2 separate regions of the Mus musculus genome follow, and region 1 is linked to region 2. The links are chromatin contacts, called in public promoter capture Hi-C maps. All regions are on one chromosome and are shown on one strand. The core of a region is the stretch at or near the end of the contact, and the rest is flanking DNA. Distances in the headings are between cores, read along the strand shown.

Region 1 (4,776 bases), core at 1,085-3,584, 2.8 Mb after region 2:
GACCTGCTTCCTTTCCTTCTTTCTTTCTCCCTCTTTCTTTCTTTTTTTTTTTGTTTTGTTTTTTGAGACGGGGTTTCTCTGTATAGCCCTGGCTGTCCTGGAACTCACTTTGTAGACCAGGCTGGCCTTGAACTCAGAAATCCACCTGCCTCTGCCTCCCAAGTGCTGGGATTAAAGGCGTGTGCCACCACGCCCGGCTCGCTTTCTTTCTTTCTTTCTTTCTTTCTTCCTTCCTTCCTTCCTTCCTTCCTTCCTTCTTTCCTTCTTTCTTAGATACTAATGCTTTTGTCTCCTGAGGGCTGGTAAGGACCAGGATTACAATGTGGGCTACCATGCCTGCTTGAGATTGTCTTTTTACCACTCTTTGATAATATTTTTTCATTGTCTTAAAAACTAGTATATCGGGGCTGGAGAGATGGCTCAGGGGTTAAGAGCACTGACTAGCTCTTCCGAAGGTCCCGAGTTCAAATCCCAGCAACCACATGGTGGCTCACAACCATCCATAATGAGATCTGATGCCCTCTTCTGGGGTATCTGAAGACAGCTACAGTGTACTTACATATAATAAATAAATAAATCTTTTAAAAAACTAGTATATTATTTATTGTTATTGTGTGTATATGTATGCTCTGGAGTGGGCACATGTGTGGAGGCCAGAGGACAATTTCCTCAGCAATCTCCTTTATCCATTGAACCATCTGGCTGGACTTTCCTTTTTAATTTTATTTTTATTTAAATTTCTGAATGCTCATTTATTTTGTGGGAGCAGCAGGCACACAGATGCTATGGCGCACATGTGGAGGTCAGGGGACAAATTGAGTCTCTTTCCTACTATATATGTTTTGAAGTTGAAACTCTGGTTGTCAGCTTTGGCAGCAAGCACCTTTATCTACTGAGCCATTTTGCCTGCCCCTGGTAAATTTTATAAGTGATGCCATGAAATATTATTCTAGGGTATCATATTCTCATGGAGCTATGGCCATCCATTGTATTGATACACCACAGTGTATCTAGCCAACTCCTTCACTGAGATTTTTTGTTTGTTTTTCAAGATAGGGTTTCATTGTGTAGCCTTGGTTATCTTGGAACTCATTCTGTAGACCATACTGGTCTTGAACTCACAGAGATCCATTTACCTCTGTCTCCACAGTGCTGGGATTAAAGGCGTGCACCACCACCACCACCACCACCACCGGCTGTTTCCACACTTTTCAATAATGGGAGAAAGACTGAGATAAATATTCTTTTGAAATGTGTCATTCACTTTCCTGAAATAGTTTGGTGGAGGTGAAATTCAGAATGTTAGTTCAAGTGTTACAGCTTTAACTCCATCATCTCTGGGGTAAAGAGAATTATGACTGTTTTACAATGTTTCTAGCTTCTAAGTCCCAGAGCATGTGAGCCAGGGAAGGAATTAAGGGCATGAAAGTCAGACAGGGGCAGAGGAGGGTCAGGCCTCAGGGTGCTGAACTGAGTGATGATGCACACGAGTGCGGGCACAAAGCAGGGGCTGGCTATCTGACAGGTGTTGGGCACTGAGCTATTGCAAGAATCCTTCCTCTTGGAGCCAGGCAGGTGAGTTGAGGGCGTAGGGCTCAGGAAGTTATCAATCTGACAGGTGTCAGGACTCTGAATGATCACTAGCTTCCTCTCTCCTGGAGCAATGCAGGTGAGTTTAATGCGCATGGCGGCAGCTGTCAGTGTGACAGGTGCTAAGATGCCACTGACATCCTCCTCCTTGCTCCCTCATGTGAGTGCATGGCAGCAGCTGTCAAACGGACAGGATTGAGGCGCTGAGCAGTTACTAGCTATTCTCCCTCCTGGACTCTCATATGTGAGCGCAGGGTAGCAGCTGAAAGTCTGCGCTGAGCATCCTTCCTTCTTCTTGGAACAAGGCAGATGATCATAGGTCGCAGGGCAGCAGCTATCAGTCTGACAGGACTCCGGGCGCTGAGCTGTTATTAATCCTCCTGGACCTTTATGTGAGCGCAGGGTAGCAGCTGGAAGTCTGACAGGTAGTCTGGTCGCTGAGCATCCCTCCTCTTACAGCAAGGCAGATGAGCATAAAGTGCAGGGCAGCAGCTGCTAATCTGACAGGATTCGGGGTGCTGAGCTGTCACCAGCATTCTCCCTCCTGGACCATCAGGTGAACTTAGGACTGTAGTCCATGCCTCCCGCCCTTGAGCTCCCTGTCTGGCGCGACGCGGTGCCCCAGAAAGGATACAGAGAGGCAAAGACAAGGGAATACAGCCTATGCAGCTGTCACTGCCGCTACCGCGCCTGCGCGCTGGCTCCCTGTTCGCGCTCGCACTGTCAATAAAGTTCTCGCGCGCCGGAAGCGGAAGCGGCGGGTCTCCATGGCGGCGCCGGCAGCGGGCCCGGTGTTCTGGAGGCGGCTGCTGGGCCTGCTGCCTGGCAGGCCCGGGCTGGCCGCGCTCCTGGGCCGCCTCTCCGACCGTCTGGGCAGGAGCCGGGAGCGCCGGCGCCGGAGGTGAGAGCGCTCGAGAGGGCCGGGCGGGGGGTGGGGGACTCGCTGTCTCCCCGCGTGCCGGCGGCTCAGCCAGGAGCCCCGTGGGCGTGCACCGTGCAGGAGCCACCCGGGGCGAGCTCGGGGCTGCGGCCCGGCCCTGGGGCCAAGGCTGCTGTGCTCCGGGCTCGGGGCGTGAGTGTGGCAGTCGGGGTTAGAGCGGTGAGTTGGCCGGAGTGAATCAGCCCTGCGGGGACCCGGTGCAGGCTGGCTTCCTCACATCCTGCCGGAGACATTTCTCAATCCTGACTCAATCGGTACTCAGGCCCGTGAAGAGGAAACACTCGAAACTCTTTCTGCGCGCGTTCGAAAGGCTTGTTTCTGGAAAAGTACTGAAGTGGGTTGTGTAAGCGGTGAGGGAAGCTTTGAAGCAGTTTGTTCAGGCAGTGGTCCTTTAAAGGAAACATTTGCCAAGAACAGGCTCAACCAAGAGGCCTGATGCTATTGCTAATTTTCAGGAGCGCGCGAGATAGATATTGAGATTGTGTGTTTGTGTGTGATATTCTCTCGTGTGGATATGTTTAGAGACTTCGTTTTCTTTTTCTTCAAATGCTGGGGCCCAAACCCAGAACTCCATGCACACAAGGCAGGTGCTTTACCACTGAGCCACATCTCAGCTCCTCCTCTCTCTCTTTAAAATAAATAAAACAATTAAAATAATGACTGTGTGCTCAGGTGGTGGTAGGGGAAGTCGGTTCTCTTTTACCACGTGAGTTGAAGTGATTGAAATCGGATCATCAGGCTTGGCAGCAAACTCGCTGGACCCCCAGTTCTTTTAGAGACACAGTTTCATGTATCTATACTGGCCTTAAATTGAGTAACTCAGGTTAGCCTAATACTCCTGATTCTCCTGCCTCATGTCCAATGCTGACTCCCAGGTGTGAGCTGTAATGGCCCATTCTGGTTCTGTGAGTAAGATCTGTGGGTAAGATCTTGTCTCTAGATGGCTTGAGGTGCAGTCACCTGCGTTGGTTCTAGATGTGGGTCATTGATTTACAGAGTAACAGGGAGCTTGCCAACCCAAGCACAAATTAGACTTAGAGGACCTACTGAATGACAGAATCAAGGCAGACAGGCAGTCTTATCTCAGGTTGCCTGCTGATCAGAATGGCTCTTTCCCCCAGCCATTCGATTGGACGGTAGAATCAGGTGACGCTTATTACATCAGGGCACCAGACCACTGAAAAATGTTAGGTTTCAAAAGTTCTGCCTGAAAGAGGAGCAGTTTAGGAAGCTTTGTTGATTTCCTTTTGGTTTGTAAACCTCAGTATTCATTGTTCAGCTTTGGTGCTGATCTCTGAAGGGGGCTCAGGCAACCTACATGAACTATATCCCCTATACCACTGGGTATCAAATTCTGGATAGGCAAGCACTCTACATGGAGCTGTGCCCCTAGGCCTGACAGGGCCTCACCTCAGGTTACTTTCGAATATCCTTTGTAGCTGATGGTTATGAATTAATGGCCCATTTGTCTACAAGTGCTAGTCTTACCAGCATGTGTCACTGTGCCCAATTTCATGGGCTAGATAGGGGACATTTCCAGGGCCTTGTGTATGCTAGGCAGTTAGATAACTTTACCAACTGGGCTACCCTCCCCCCACCCTCTGCCCTAGTGTGTGTGCTTTGTAGCCCAGGTTAGCCTGGCGCACTGGGTCCTCCTTCCTTAGTCTCCCGAGCACAGGGATGACAGGAGTGCACCTTGCTTTTCAACTCCTGCTTTATCTTTTTTTTTTTTTTAAATGAAAAGCTTTGTTGTGTGCCCATATGTGCATCCTAATTATTGAACACAAGTCTTTGGGCTTGGTTGCAGGCAACTTTACTTGTTGAAGTATTTCATTGTTCCCTTTAAAAAATTAAAAAAAAAAGATTTTGTTAGTTTGATTGAGACAGGTTCTTACTTTATAGCTGGCTGGCTTGACTCTTTATGTAGACCAGGCCGGCCTCAAACTCATAGAGACCTACTGGTTTATGCCATGGAGTGCTGGGATTAAAGGTGTGGCCACCACACTCAGCCCAAGATTTTATTTTTATTTGCAGTTATGTGTGCTTCCATGTGTAGGTGCGTATGATGCAGGAACCCTTGGGGGTCAGACGAGGACATTGGAGTCCCTGGTGCTAAAGTTAAATGCACTTGTAGGAATCAGACTTAAGTCTTCTGCAGGAGCAGTGGACACTCGTAACCCCCGAGCCCTCTCCAGCCCATGAATGTTCCTTTGAGACAGGATCTCAGTCTGTGTCCCTGGCTGTCC
Region 2 (5,010 bases), core at 368-2,867:
TTTAAACCTTTCCCCATCACACAGTCACACTGGGTTAGGGGCTTGTCTCAGTTAATTTTCCCGTTGCTGTGATAAAATACCCGGACACAAACAGCGTGTGAAGAAGGGAAGTTTGGTTAGATTCCATCGAGACGGGGGAAGCCCCAGCAGCAGGAGCCTGAGGCAGCTAACCTCAAACAAGCAACAGAGAACAAGAGGTGTGATCTCTTCCTTTTCATGCTGCCCTCCTCTGGAGTGGGTCTTCCCACCTCGGTCAACCTAATTAAGATATTCCCTCACAGCATGACTCTAGGGCCTGCCAAGTTAATGATCAGTATTAACCATCACGGAACCCCTATTCCAGTATGGCCCAGTTCTAACCTACATCTCTAATGTTCCTGTTGCCAAGGAAGGCCACACACATTTTGGGTACCAGTGCCTAGGACTTCAGCATATCTCTTGGGGGACACGATGTACCCCCACAACATTAGTTTTCAGTGGACGGTGAGCAAGGGGCAAGCCACTACCCCTCTCCAATTCCCACCTCGACAAAGTCACCTCCATCCAGGCTCCGGGATCTCCTCTCAGCTGTCATGAAATAGTTCCTGCTGATGTACACAGCCATTTCCCAAGTCATAGTCACCCCAAAGCCAGCCCTCACTGCCCTCACCTAAAAAGTTGAGGGGCCCAACCCCCTTCCTACACCCCGCATCCAGTCCCCGCATCCTGTTCCTTTCTATACAGCGTTGAGATGTTGAAAAGTTGGCCCACAAGCTACTGAACCCTGGTATGTGCAACCCCAGATTCTCCATATCCCCCGTCATCCGGAGCTGCAGGGTTCCTGGGCTGTACTAGAAACAGCTCAAAACGACCCACGACTTCATGAATTCCTGTGGCACCCACTCGGTGGCTAGGCCTAGGCCTTCCCTGAATAATGTTGGCCCTATCTTGTCCCCTTGGAAAGATGGGCTTCAAGAGCTCACCTTCCCGTGGTGGGAGGACATCAGGGGCTTAGACTAACAAATGAGGGAGAAACATGGCAAAGAGCTCCAAGTGTTAGCACCACCCAGGAGCTCCCCAGATGGTCAGTGCGCTCCAAGGTGAGTGTCGGTGAAAAAGTAGGCTCAGATGAGCTGAGGTCTATCAGAACCGCTTGGGTGCTAGTCTCAGAATGCAACTTCCTGTCCAACATTGTTCAGGGACGTCCCCAGCTTCTTGCCTGCAGGTAAGTACCGGACTGTCAACTGGCTGGAGCTCGGGCGCGCCCTGCTGGCCACTGCATTGCCGCAGTAGGAAACCAAGCCCCACACCTTCCGCAGCTAGCTGGGTCTCCCGGGTCCGCAGCCTCGATGGCAATCTAACTTCACCACTGCGACCTTAATGGGCTGGTCCTGTAGCAGGACTCATTCCGTGCTGTAAGAGCACTAAACTAGGCTAATGTCTCTCAGGGGGACTGCCACTCCCTAGGGTGTGCATTCTGCGAGTCTCAGACGTCCTGGCTGGCGTCGTCGAGGGGATGGCGGGACGGAGGGAGGAGTCTATCAGGGTCCGAGCCGGTTGGTGGATGGGGAGGGAGGAGTGGGCGGAGCCTAGGGCAGGGCGGTTCCTCGCTCTCCCTCGCTTGCTTCGAGCCGGGCTCACCTCTGACTGTCCGGGGACATGACTGGCACACCAGGAGCTGCTACCGCTGGGGATGGCGAGGCCCCTGAGCGCTCCCCGCCCTTCAGCCCGAACTACGATCTCACCGGCAAGGTGGGTGGGCTCTGCGCTCAGTGCTGGGGACCCCCCAGGCCGGCACTTAGGGACATCCCTCCCGATGTCCTTTGCCTTAGGACCCTGTCCTTCCCTGTCTACACCCCTCTTCTGGAAGTGTCAGCTGGGTCTCTGGTCTGGGGCATAACCCCTGGGCTCATCCCAGTCTCTAGGGTTCTAGGCTGACCTCGGAGGGCATGGGGTAAGGCAGATCTGAAAGACTAAGACTCCCCCACCCTAGGAACAAAAACCCAGTTCCTTCTGCCACACTTTGGAATACTGGGAGACAGGGACTCTCTGAAGACACAGACAGGGCATCCCCGCCTTCAGAGGCATCTCAAGGTTAATGCCCTTTTTGAGCTAAGCCTCAAAAAGTGACACCTGTCACAGGCGTGCAGTGCTTTGGGTCCCCACTCAGCGGTACATCCCACCCTTCCCCTCCCCACTGCCTCCAGACATAGACTCACAGCTCCTTCCCAACACCCCAGGCTGCATGTAGCCAGCCTACAAGTCCACTTGGGAATTTTCAGAAGCTGAGAAAGAACATGGCAATTAGTGACCATGGCCCACTCTCCCCCTCCCCCCGCCCGGCCCCCCGACGACCTTAAAGGCAACTCTCTGGGGTGCATACATTCTGCAGGAATGCCCTGAATAAAAGGATGTCTGTCACCACCTCTCTTATTGGTGTCCTTGGCTTAAGCAAGTACATGGAACTCTAAAAAGAGATGCTGAGCCAGCCAGCCTCTTGCACTATTTTTCTACAGGGTTTAGGAGAGAGAAGTAAGAGCTATGCCAGGTAGAAGTGATGCCTGGTCTTGAAGGGTACCTGCCTCTTTCAGGGTCTTGGTTCCTCTCAAACACCAGATCTCACTCTCACTAGGAGCTTCACATCTCCACCCCCTAGGGTTTCAGGGGAAGCCAGTCAGCCAGCCTACCCACCCAGAGACGTTGAGATAGGCGTCCTGTGTGGGCTTGTGGCAGGAAATGGGGCTCTAAGTCCTCAGGGGAGGGGAGTTGCTGATGGCCAGCCCCCACCCCCAGGCTGATGGGGATCTCCTGACCTCCTAGCCCTGCAGGACAACTGAGCTGTTTACCTAGGAGGTGGCAAGGCTGAGCAGCTGTTTGTGTTTGGTGGACTTGATGGGCTGGGTGACCGGCTGCATCATTTGCTCAAGGCAGCTGTGATCTGTAAAGTACACAAATACCGGTATTCGCCTGCCTCCCTCCCTCCCTCCCCCTGTATGGCTGGGGCCCCAGAGCCATCAGAGTGCCTGCTGGGAGCACCTGCAAAATAGCTGACCCCCAGCCTGCCAGGCTTGGCCCAGTCCTGAGTCTGTAGCTGTGGGAAAAGAGCATGATGAGAAAAGATCCTTGGAGCACCTTAGGTCTGGGGTCTTGGGCACTCTTCTTAAGTGGTCCCCATCAATCTTGTCGTTAGTCATTGACAAGCTCCAGAAAGGCTGCAAAGGAACGAGCCCCACTCCCCCACCCCACCCCCACTTTCCTCCTACTATGGTGGGCAAGCCGATGAAAATTTCCCCAAAGCACACAGTAGGGTTTTTATAATTCGGGAACTCAGCCTTGCATCCCTTCCTTTCCGACCCACTCTGACATCTCTGCCCCACAATCAACTAATCAGGCCCAAGACCCCATAGCTAAGGAAGAAAAGCTTTTTAGCTTTGTGGCTCCGCTATCAAGTTCAGAGAGCCCTGAGCAATTCCAACCTTATTAGCAGTCTAACCAGACGGCTGGGAACATTCCAGTGTTGAGTCTACACCTCCGTTCTCCAAGATGACTGAGCAGAGAACTCCCTCTACCATACCTGCATGTTCTCCACAGTGACCCAAAGATGCCAGTTCACAGCCATTTGTCCCTCTTGGGAGGTTTCTGCTAAAAACTTCAGACAAGCTGGCTCCCCATCTCAGAATAAATTCCAGTCTTCCCTAATTCCTGCAAGCCTATTATGAGCGTAAGCCCTCATTAGACACTTCCAAATAATTGTCTGACCCAAAAGGAAACTCAAACAATAGTAATTTAAAGAGAGTGTCCTGCCCATCAAGTCTTCTCTTTCTTCTTTTAAAGATGGGGGGGGGGGGCTGGTTATTTAGCCTTAGCTAGTCCTTGAACTCAGAGATCTGCCTGCCTCTGCCTCTCAAATGCTGGGATGAAGGACCCGAACCACCATGTTCCCACCCACCTGTCAAGTCTTGGTAGGCTACGGGAGGAGAGGTCCTTTTCCCTGTGTGGGAGACCCACCCACCTGAGCATACACTCAGCATCAGTAGTCTCTGCACTGGCCAGCAATGGGCAAATATATATCCAAGGTATAGACCAACGGAATGTGAAGTTCTCTGGGGATCTCCAAGTACTTTGGAGGTCTCAGCTCAGCTTCAAGGACATTGACTAGTACAAGAAGCTCAGAGGGAGAACCTCAGAGGCTGAGGCAAGGAGACTGGGGGAGAGAGGCATGGTGATGACAGGGACAGGCTCACTGGAGGCAAGTGTCCCTCTGTCCTGCTGACATCCTTCTCCACCCATCTCTCCTTCTCTGACCCTCTCTGGGGCATCTGAAATCTCAGAAGACCCCTTCTCCCCCCTCCAGTTGCTATTAACTGCCTCTGCCCCCATCTCCTAGGTGATGCTTCTTGGAGACTCGGGCGTCGGCAAAACCTGTTTCCTGATCCAATTCAAAGACGGGGCCTTCCTGTCCGGAACCTTCATAGCCACCGTCGGCATAGACTTCAGGGTGAGGTGGCTGCAGGCTCCTCCTGCAGTGAGCTGGGCTACAGCTCAGGCTCAAGAAGGATGCTCTCTCCTTGTCTGCTTTGAATCCTGAGGGCACCTGGGGCTTACTGCCTGGAAGGCCCCAAAGGCGCTCCCACCAGGACCACAGAGATGGCTAGGTCAAAGGAGTCTGGGTAGGGCTGGCACCTTGCCCACCTTCTTCTCAGCTCTTGGATAATGTCCCCAAAACAAGGTAGCTTCATGGTCTTAAGTCCAGAGAGCCCCTTTCTAGTGGTCATCTGAACTGGGCTCTTCTGTCAAGGTCAGTTTTCAAGAAGCAATTGCCAAGTAGCTGAAGGTCTGGATTCAAAGGCAACAGATCTCAGGGCTGTCTCCCATCCCACTCCCCATCCCCAGGTATCTAAGATCTCTATATCAGTGTGCAAGAGGGACCACTGAGTACTATATATCAAAGGATCCCAGAGGGAAAGGGCCTAGCCCTAGCAGGTGAGCCTACAGAAGCTTCATGCTTCTCCCAGTGAACTGAGTGCTGAG

What was found. Promoter capture Hi-C pulls out the DNA fragments that hold promoters and counts their contacts.
Region 1: a contact with region 2 is called in a promoter capture Hi-C map of liver, with 5 times the contacts expected there. The contact joins the promoter of Pgs1 here to the promoter of Rab37 in region 2. A contact is called at or near these places in 3 of 39 promoter capture datasets (liver, neutrophils and pre-B cells).

Annotation. Positions count from the first base shown.
Region 1 is chr11:117,984,523-117,989,298 of GRCm38.p6, forward strand. Pgs1 (phosphatidylglycerophosphate synthase 1) reads left to right here and starts at 2,335. Exons shown (of 10, transcript NM_133757.2): 1 at 2,335-2,491. The coding sequence starts at 2,358.
Region 2 is chr11:115,152,561-115,157,570 of GRCm38.p6, forward strand. It overlaps Rab37 (RAB37, member RAS oncogene family), which reads left to right and starts at 1,618. Exons shown (of 9, transcript NM_021411.4): 1 at 1,618-1,731; 2 at 4,367-4,477. The coding sequence starts at 1,639.